Regions from separate parts of the Mus musculus genome. Here region 2 is linked to region 1. A link is a contact called in public Hi-C data. All regions are on one chromosome and are shown on one strand. Each heading gives the region's core, a stretch centred on a gene start, on an enhancer-like site or on the middle of the called end of the contact. The rest is flanking DNA. Distances are from core to core; before and after follow the strand shown.

Region 1 (3,618 bases), core at 1,061-3,560:
GTGGGTCCCTTGGGCAGGAGAATTAGAGTCAATGAAAATTATGCCCAGGGACCAATACCCCTAGCTCCATTCCTGTAGCAACTTCCTGTTATTGCTAGTGTCTATTGTCATTGCTAGTATTGTATAGAGTATATATATATATATATATATATATATATATATATATATATATGCATGCGCCTGTGTACATTGAGTAGGACACAGCTAAAGTAGAGGTGGTAGACAATTGGTGGGAAAGGGGCTCTTTGGAGAGTCTCATTAGAGAAGCAATTATCAGGCTTTAAGGTTTTCAGAATTGACAGGGATACACTTTGGCAAAGGTTCTATGTTTGTAAACCATTTGGGGCTGCAGAAAGCTCTGCCACCCTGTGTCTTGGCTGCCAGCCAGCTACCGACTCTCTCCTCTCCCTAAAGCCTCTTTTATCCCCTACAAGCCTGTACCTGAACCTTCAAGGAGCCCCTCAGCAGCCCTTAGTAGCCCTCGGCTGCTCCAGCACTGCGTTTCCCAGGGCTGCTAGGCCAGCTCTTCAGTGAAGAAGAGCCCTTCCCACCTCTGACTGAAGCTAAGCTGGTGCTTCTATCCATTTGCCTCCCCTCCCATCAGGGTCTGAACAGTTCTTAGACTCCAAGGGGAAAATGCAGCAGGAGGCCTGTCACTTAGCAAGGTGGTATTTTTCCCTCACTTCTTGGAAGGCCAGAGCACAAATTTGTTCGAAAGATACAAGTGGGCTGGCTATCTGGGCAGCAGAGGAAAGAGGTCAGTACAGGAGTAGGGGGTGGATCACAGCCACTGAGAGGTGAGGTTTCTCTAGTGAAGAAGGACTGCCTTGCAGAACCCACAAGAATGGGGTTTCTGGATGAATGGCAGTCCAGGGAAAAGCCACAGTTCCCGAGGGCTTCTTTCTCTGCCAACCCTCAAAGGGCCTTTCAAAGCAGGGAAGGATTCTCCGGTATAACTGCCCTGGGGATTTGCTTGCTGGAATGGGCCCCTGCATGGGCCTCCTCTCCACACTGCCCTACTTTGTCAAGCTGAGCTCTCCTCACCCCAGGCCTGTGGAGTGCAGCAGTCAAAGCTTTATTGCCCACATGCTGGAGCTACTCTGCAATAAAAGAAAATAAAACAAGGTAATGGGAATGGCTAGTGCGGAGGGCAGCCCCCCGGAGAATGCTGCTGCCCGTCTCCCCACCACTACCCATCACCTTTAAGATGCTTGTTGCGGAGGAAGGCATCGCTGGTCAGCGGGAGCAGTGTTTGCACAGGAGAACTTGTGCAGGGGTATAGACCCAATCTGGGTGCATCCTCCAGGATCCTGCCTCATAAGAAAGCAGGAACAGAAACTGATTGTACCTTACAGGGAAAGGAGAGGAATCCTGTCCAAGAGAGTTCCAAAGGGTAACAGAAGTCACTGTCCAGAAAGCTGCCTGAGGCTATAGTGTATCTTGGCAAGTGCTGGTAGTAGAAAACTCATCGGAAGAGGTGTAGTCTGGAAAAGCCAACAAGAAGTAGAGGGCCCTGGGCGCTGGTAAACTGTCCTTCCCAGGTCCCACTTCACATGAGATTTAGGATGGACACCAGATATTTATGCCTCGCACGGAAGATGGCATTAGCAGTCGTTCAAAGTCTCCAATGATTTCCATTTTGTCATGCGCTGTGTCTGGACCTTTGACCAGAGAGCTTTTAAATTCCTCTCCCTAGCCCCTTTTCTCCTCTCCCTCTCCCTGGCTCCTCTGTCCACAGGCTTGATCCAGACTTGTTGATGAGCCTCAGCCTCCCCCGCCACCCTACCCCCCTACACACACACAGAGGCACTAAATCTTGCCTGTCTGCCGTGCGACCCACCATCATTTTCCAAGCTCACCTACGCCCATGAATGCTTAATTTAAAACTTCTGCTGCCTCTCAGCAGTTTGTAATTCTGAGGCCGATCTCAGCAGAGGAGACAAAATGGGCTGATGAATGTACTCAGGAAAGTGAGCAGAAAACGATACACGGAGCGTCTCTGTGATGTGAGGCCAGGCTTTCTTAACCATTTAGTATAATAAGATGGATATCTACAGTGCTGAGTTGTTCTAATAGGATGGATATCTGCCTGATGTATCGGCCTGCAGGGTAGTTATGAGTTTTAAATTTCCTCATCTCTACGGCAATAAATTCTCTGGGCTTTTCAATTATAAACTCACTTTTCTCAGTTGGGGAAGCCAGAAGAATTTTGTTTTGGTCAAGGTTAAAAGCAGCTGGCACAGTATGGGCTGGGAGACGGAAGCACGCAAGCTGAGCCTGTACCTATGCCTCCCTTCTCAGCAGCCAGTGCCCTTCCCAGGCAGCACTGTAGGCCAGCCTCCTTTGCTCTCCTCAGTTAGATATTCCCCACAGGGATCTAAAGGAGTCCCTATTGCTTCAGAAGTTTGCACTTACAAGGTTAACCCCCTCACTGGGGCTTGCTTTAACAGAGGGAGAAAAGCCGGGGAGAAATGAAATGGGAGCTCCGAGAGGGGGTTGCCCTGTCTGGCCACCTCCTGGTGGAAGCCAACAAGTGGCTGCTGCAGTGGCTTCTAGGAGTCAAGGAGCTGACTGAGTTTCTGGGGCTTGGCCCACGCTGAGCAGCCAGCAGAGACTAGACAGGAAGAGTCCCGGAGGATAATGAGCCCAGGGCTGCTAAGTGGAGTACTCAGCAGGGTCCTGCGGATCCTTGCTCTGGCAGATGAAGCAGAGGGACCTGCCTCTCCTAATGACTTTCTCTTCCCACTGACACATCACCCAGGCCAAGAGCAAAGCAGCCAGGCCAGCAGGAAGACAGATGCCTCTCCCCAGGGCTGCTTCCTGGCCTCTCTCAATTTGCCTTCAACCCCACATCCTGGCCAGAGCCTCCACCTCAATTCCTTCAGGAAATTTAGGCATTCAGGAATATGATGCTTCCAGATGCCACAGAATCATTCTGCCTACAGGTTAATGACAAGAGCCAGGTTAGAAAAGTAAGCAAGATTGAGCTCAAATTCTGGTCTCTATACTTACCAAATGACCTTGGGCAGATTTATTCTTTTTTTTCTCTTTTAATCTGCATTTAATTAAATTTAACCATTACCTATTAATAGAGTACCAAGGTATGTTTCTATACAATATACATTATATTGTTTTTAAATTAATGTAACATCTTTTTCAAACATCACATATTTTTATTTATTGGAGGAGAGTTTGGGTTTCTCTATGTAGCCCTGGCTGTCCTGGATCTCTGTAGACCAGGCTGACCTTGAACTCAGAGATCCACCTTCTTAGTGCTGGGATTGAAGGTGTGGACCACCAGGACCAGCTTCAAAAATTCTTTTTTAATGGTGAAAGCTGTCCAAGTCCTTTTTCCCCATTTTGTCTGTGGTCGTGTCACTATGCAACAGCATGTTAGAGCTTCTTCTATCTGACTATAGTGTTGCCCTTAGAGTACCCTTTCTTCTTCCTCTTGTTCTTTATCTGTAACACGGGGGATCTAACACAAGGCTTTGTACCTGCTAGGCCTGTGCTCTACCATGGAGCATGGTCCTACATGGAGTACTCTCTCACTTCAGCAAGTTGTTTTAACTTGTAAGAGCCTCCAATTCCTTATCAGTAGAATGGAGCCATAAAAAT
Region 2 (3,982 bases), core at 963-3,462, 64 kb after region 1:
CGAGCAGTGGTCACGTATGGGACAGAAAGACTCACAGAACAAAGAACCTTCACATTATCCAGGCTAGACCGACTGGAAACAGCCATAATGGAGCGAAGGGAGACCGGCAGTTAAAACAGAGATGGGGTTCTCGTGGAGAGGGGGGCACACACATCCCCAGTTCTAGGACACAGGGCTCACATGACCTGTTTTCTTGTTTTCAGCCTTGTCTGAGGTGGGGTGGCTAGGAAAGGTCAAAGGGAACAAGACGCTCAGCAGAGAGAAAGTCCCTGGAATCCAGCCCCGTTAACTCAGGCTGGGGAGCACACCTCCGACCCTCCCTAGCCCATCAGCCTCAGGAACAACTATCTGTTTCCTTAAAGATCTGAGCCCGTTGATGCTTTATTTAATTATAAAAGTCATTTTCCGCAAGGAGGCTTAATAGAACATCTGGGATGTTTTAAGTAAAGAACTGACTCACTTTCTTAGGCACAGGACATGTGGCTCCAGAGACCGTGATGCCGGAGGGTGGCTGAACTAAGATGCTGTGAGCATTGAGTGGGCGAGCTGCCTCTCCTCTGGTTCGTGTACTTTGGGGATTAGGTACCTTGCTATTTGCTAGCTTCATATCCTATATATCAGTAATGTTCTTTTATTCTCTCTCTCTCTCTCTCTCTCTCTCTCTCTCTCTCTAAGACAAGGATTTCAATATGTAGCCCTGCCTGTCCTGGAACTCACCATGTAGAACAAGCTGGTCATAAACTCATGTAAATTTACCCACCTCTCTCTCCCAGTGATGGTGAAGGCATGTGCCCCCACACTTCACTTGCTGTAGTGGCTAATACTGATTGTCAATGAATCAACTAAATCCTGAGCATCTAGGAATAGCTGTGAGGAATTCTCTTGGTTGGATTGTTTGGGATGGGAAGCCGCACTCTAAGCCTGGGCCGCACTGTCTGGTGGCAGCCCTCCTTGAAGGAGATGGAGGAAGGAAGATTTTTGCTTGTCCTCACTCTCACTGGTAAGTTTATCCATCCTGTTGTGAAGGCAGTCCTTCTCTGATATTAGGACCTATTTCTAATAAATATCATATATGATTGGTCTTATTTAACAATTCCATGTGTATATTATAGACTCTGAGCATATCCCCCACTGTTCTCTTACCCATTCAACATCCCACCCCTCTTCCCAGAGAAGCCCACTTCCTCCTACTTTCATGTCTGTTTTTCTCTTTTATTCCACTGCATTTAATTAGTGTATAATGTTTTCATATATATAACATATATACACATGTATATACACACATATATATATACATACATGTATATATACTATATTTACACATATATATGTGTATATAATATGTTGTGCATATATATGTATATAATATATACACACATGTATATATTACACTTATATGTATATATAATATATATGTACACACACACATATATATTCATTCTATCAGTTCTGTCCCTTCAAAGAACCCAGACTAATACACAGAGTAATATTCTCACTGTCATATTATTTTAATCTGTTCAATAAATGTATGTATATACTTTATCATGTTTCACTACCATTTGCTTCTATGTTTCATATTAGAATTTAATATCTATTACTTATTTGTGAGAGAGTTTTTAATTGTGCCTTTGGACTTTTGATTCTTCTGCCCAAACCCCCGAAGTGCTAGGGTTATAGAGGAATGCCACCACACCCCATTACAGAATTTACTATTCTTAAAGCAGCTCACACACTTTACATAGCACACTTCTCAAGGTGTTTAGTCTTGAACTATGTCTTCCAGTCTCTGCTCTTCTGTATGCCTAGGCCTGTTCTAATGGCTGTGACAAATACCCTTACTCCAGTCTCGGTCAGTGACCTCTCTTCTATTCTCTGGCTCTTCCTCTGAAACCTGGAAGGGGCTTCTTCCAGCTGCATTGGACATGGCTGTCCTTGGTGCTAACAACCCCTCGCCTGCTCCGAGCAGATTGGCTTCCTGACCAGTACAGCCGGCCTCCACAGGGCAGAGACTCACTCGCTGCCGCCCAGAGACTATTCCAAGCAGAGCAAACCAGAGCTCAGCACAGATCTCTCCATTCCCACCTGAGTCTGCTCATTGCCTACAGGGCCAGTCATGCCTTTTGAGGAAGCCCCAGGAGGTTGTGTCTGACTCTGGCTGTCTGGCAATGCTCATCTGGAGACTTCCTGATGCAATTAAGTCTCTGTGTAAGATCAGCAACCTCTCACCCACTTCTCAGCTAGATCTTTTCTTCCAACGAAGTGAGAACACTGGGCTTGCTCTCCTCTCCGGCCACATGCTTACTTCTGCTCCTATCTCCTACAAGCAAATGCTTCTATTTAACTCAGCCATGCAACCTTTGTTGCATCTCCGCTATGTGCCTGGCATTACTGTCAGCCTAATTGATTCAGCAGTATTGATTCAGACAAAATGCCTGACCTCCCACACCACTTCTACTGGGGGAGGTTTATAATTGAATGTCTCACCCAAAATGTGTATATTGAACTCTAATTCCCAGTGTGAAGGTATTTGGAATACATCTCTGGGGGTTATAAGGGTGTGGCCCTCATACAGAAGCTTAGTGCCGTTCTGAGAAGAGCTCAGAGATTTAACTAGCTCTTCCATCATGGGTTGGAGAATAATCTGCAAACAGAAGCCGGTCATCACCAGACCTGCTTATGGTCAGACCCTGACCCCAGACCAGAAGCCTCAGAGCTGTATGGTACAAGTGTTTGCTTACTGGCTGGGCAGCAATCACTAAGACAGAAAAGCACACAAGATGCCACATAATCTACAATGTGTAGATTGAGGGTCGCTAAGGCACAAATTCTAAATCTGAAATGCTCGAGAATTCACTGCCTTTGAGCATCAATAGGATGCCTCTAGTCTGATGCTTTGACATGCACAAGCTTTCTTACGCCTGCTGTGTGTTACAGCATACACCAAACACAAATGAGGTTTGTGTTTAGACTTGAGCTCCACACCGGTAGTATCTCATTAGGTGCTCAAAGACATTCCTAAATGTGAAACTCCCTGAAATCCCAAACCTTGTTTGCATTTGGATAAACAGCTTTCGCATGCCATGACAAGGGATGGTTACTATGCCAGGAGAAAGAATGGAGTCTAGAGGTTAGCACTTTGAGCCGCAAATTTAAAGAGGGTAGACAGGGAAGGTCTCACTTAGAAGGTAAATATACTTGTCAGGTTTCTGCAGAGGAACAGAACTAATAGAATGAAAATAGATAGATGATAGATAGATAGATAGATAGATAGATAGATAGATAGATAGATAGATAGATAGATATACACACACATGGAATTTGTTAGGTTGGCTTACATGATACCATCTAGTAGTCCAAAACCAGATGTTTTCATACTGGAAAGAATAGCCTGCTCATTCATTCAACGGACTGAATGCAGTCGGACACTGGAGTCCAGGAGGATTCCTGCAGAACCACTGGTCTTCAGTCCATGTCAGGAGACTGAAGAGCTGGAGTCTGATGTTAGAGAAGGAGGGCGACGATGGCAGAAGTAAAGTAGATGCACTCACAAGCAAGAGGCACAGGCAAGTAGGCAAAAGGCTTTTCCTTCTTCCTCTCTGGCTGCCAGCAGAAGGTACCACTCGCTCTGGGGAGGGGGAGGGGGTCCTCCACTCTGTTAGGTGAGCAGCACCACCCCATGGACCAGAGTCCTAGACTGAACATGAAGGAGGCAGTGAGCTGAGCACCTGAGTTCATCTCTCTGTGCTTCCTGGCTATGGAGGCAGGGCGATCAGCTGCCTCACCTTCCTGCTGTCATGCCTCCCCTCCCCCACCTTCATGATAGACTGCAGCCTCAAACTGTGAGCCCCAACAAACCCCTCTGTCTCTGGTTTTTTTTTTTTTTTTTTTTTTTTTTTCCCCAGTTGCTGTGACAAAATACCCTGCTGAAAGCAACTTAGGGGTGGAAGGGTTAGTTTGTGTTCACAATTCCTGATGGCAGCCC

The links. A called contact is a pair of places that touch in the nucleus more often than the background predicts.
Region 2: a Hi-C map of the N1E-115 cell line shows a contact between it and region 1, with 4 times the contacts expected there. The contact joins two enhancer-like sites. A contact is called at or near these places in 6 of 484 Hi-C or Micro-C datasets (the N1E-115 cell line, cerebellar granule neurons, immediate neuronal precursor and 3 more), 2 of 115 datasets of contacts at active chromatin or transcription factors (embryonic stem cells and oligodendrocyte precursor cells) and 2 of 9 other capture datasets (adipose tissue and liver).

Annotation. Positions count from the first base shown.
Region 1 is chr6:28,852,936-28,856,553 of GRCm38.p6, forward strand. All of the region lies in intron 16 of Snd1 (staphylococcal nuclease and tudor domain containing 1), which reads left to right. Among named protein-coding and RNA genes, the nearest start is that of Lrrc4, 23 kb to the left of the region's middle. Within about 2 kb of position 2,311, at least 38 of the 459 cell types and tissues checked have an H3K27ac peak or open chromatin away from gene starts, as enhancers often do. A contact at or near this core is called in the N1E-115 cell line, where this site is marked.
Region 2 is chr6:28,917,374-28,921,355 of GRCm38.p6, forward strand. It overlaps a transcript of Snd1 not described here. Among named protein-coding and RNA genes, the nearest start is that of Gm40357, 46 kb to the right of the region's middle. Within about 2 kb of position 2,213, at least 6 of the 459 cell types and tissues checked have an H3K27ac peak or open chromatin away from gene starts, as enhancers often do. A contact at or near this core is called in the N1E-115 cell line, where this site is marked.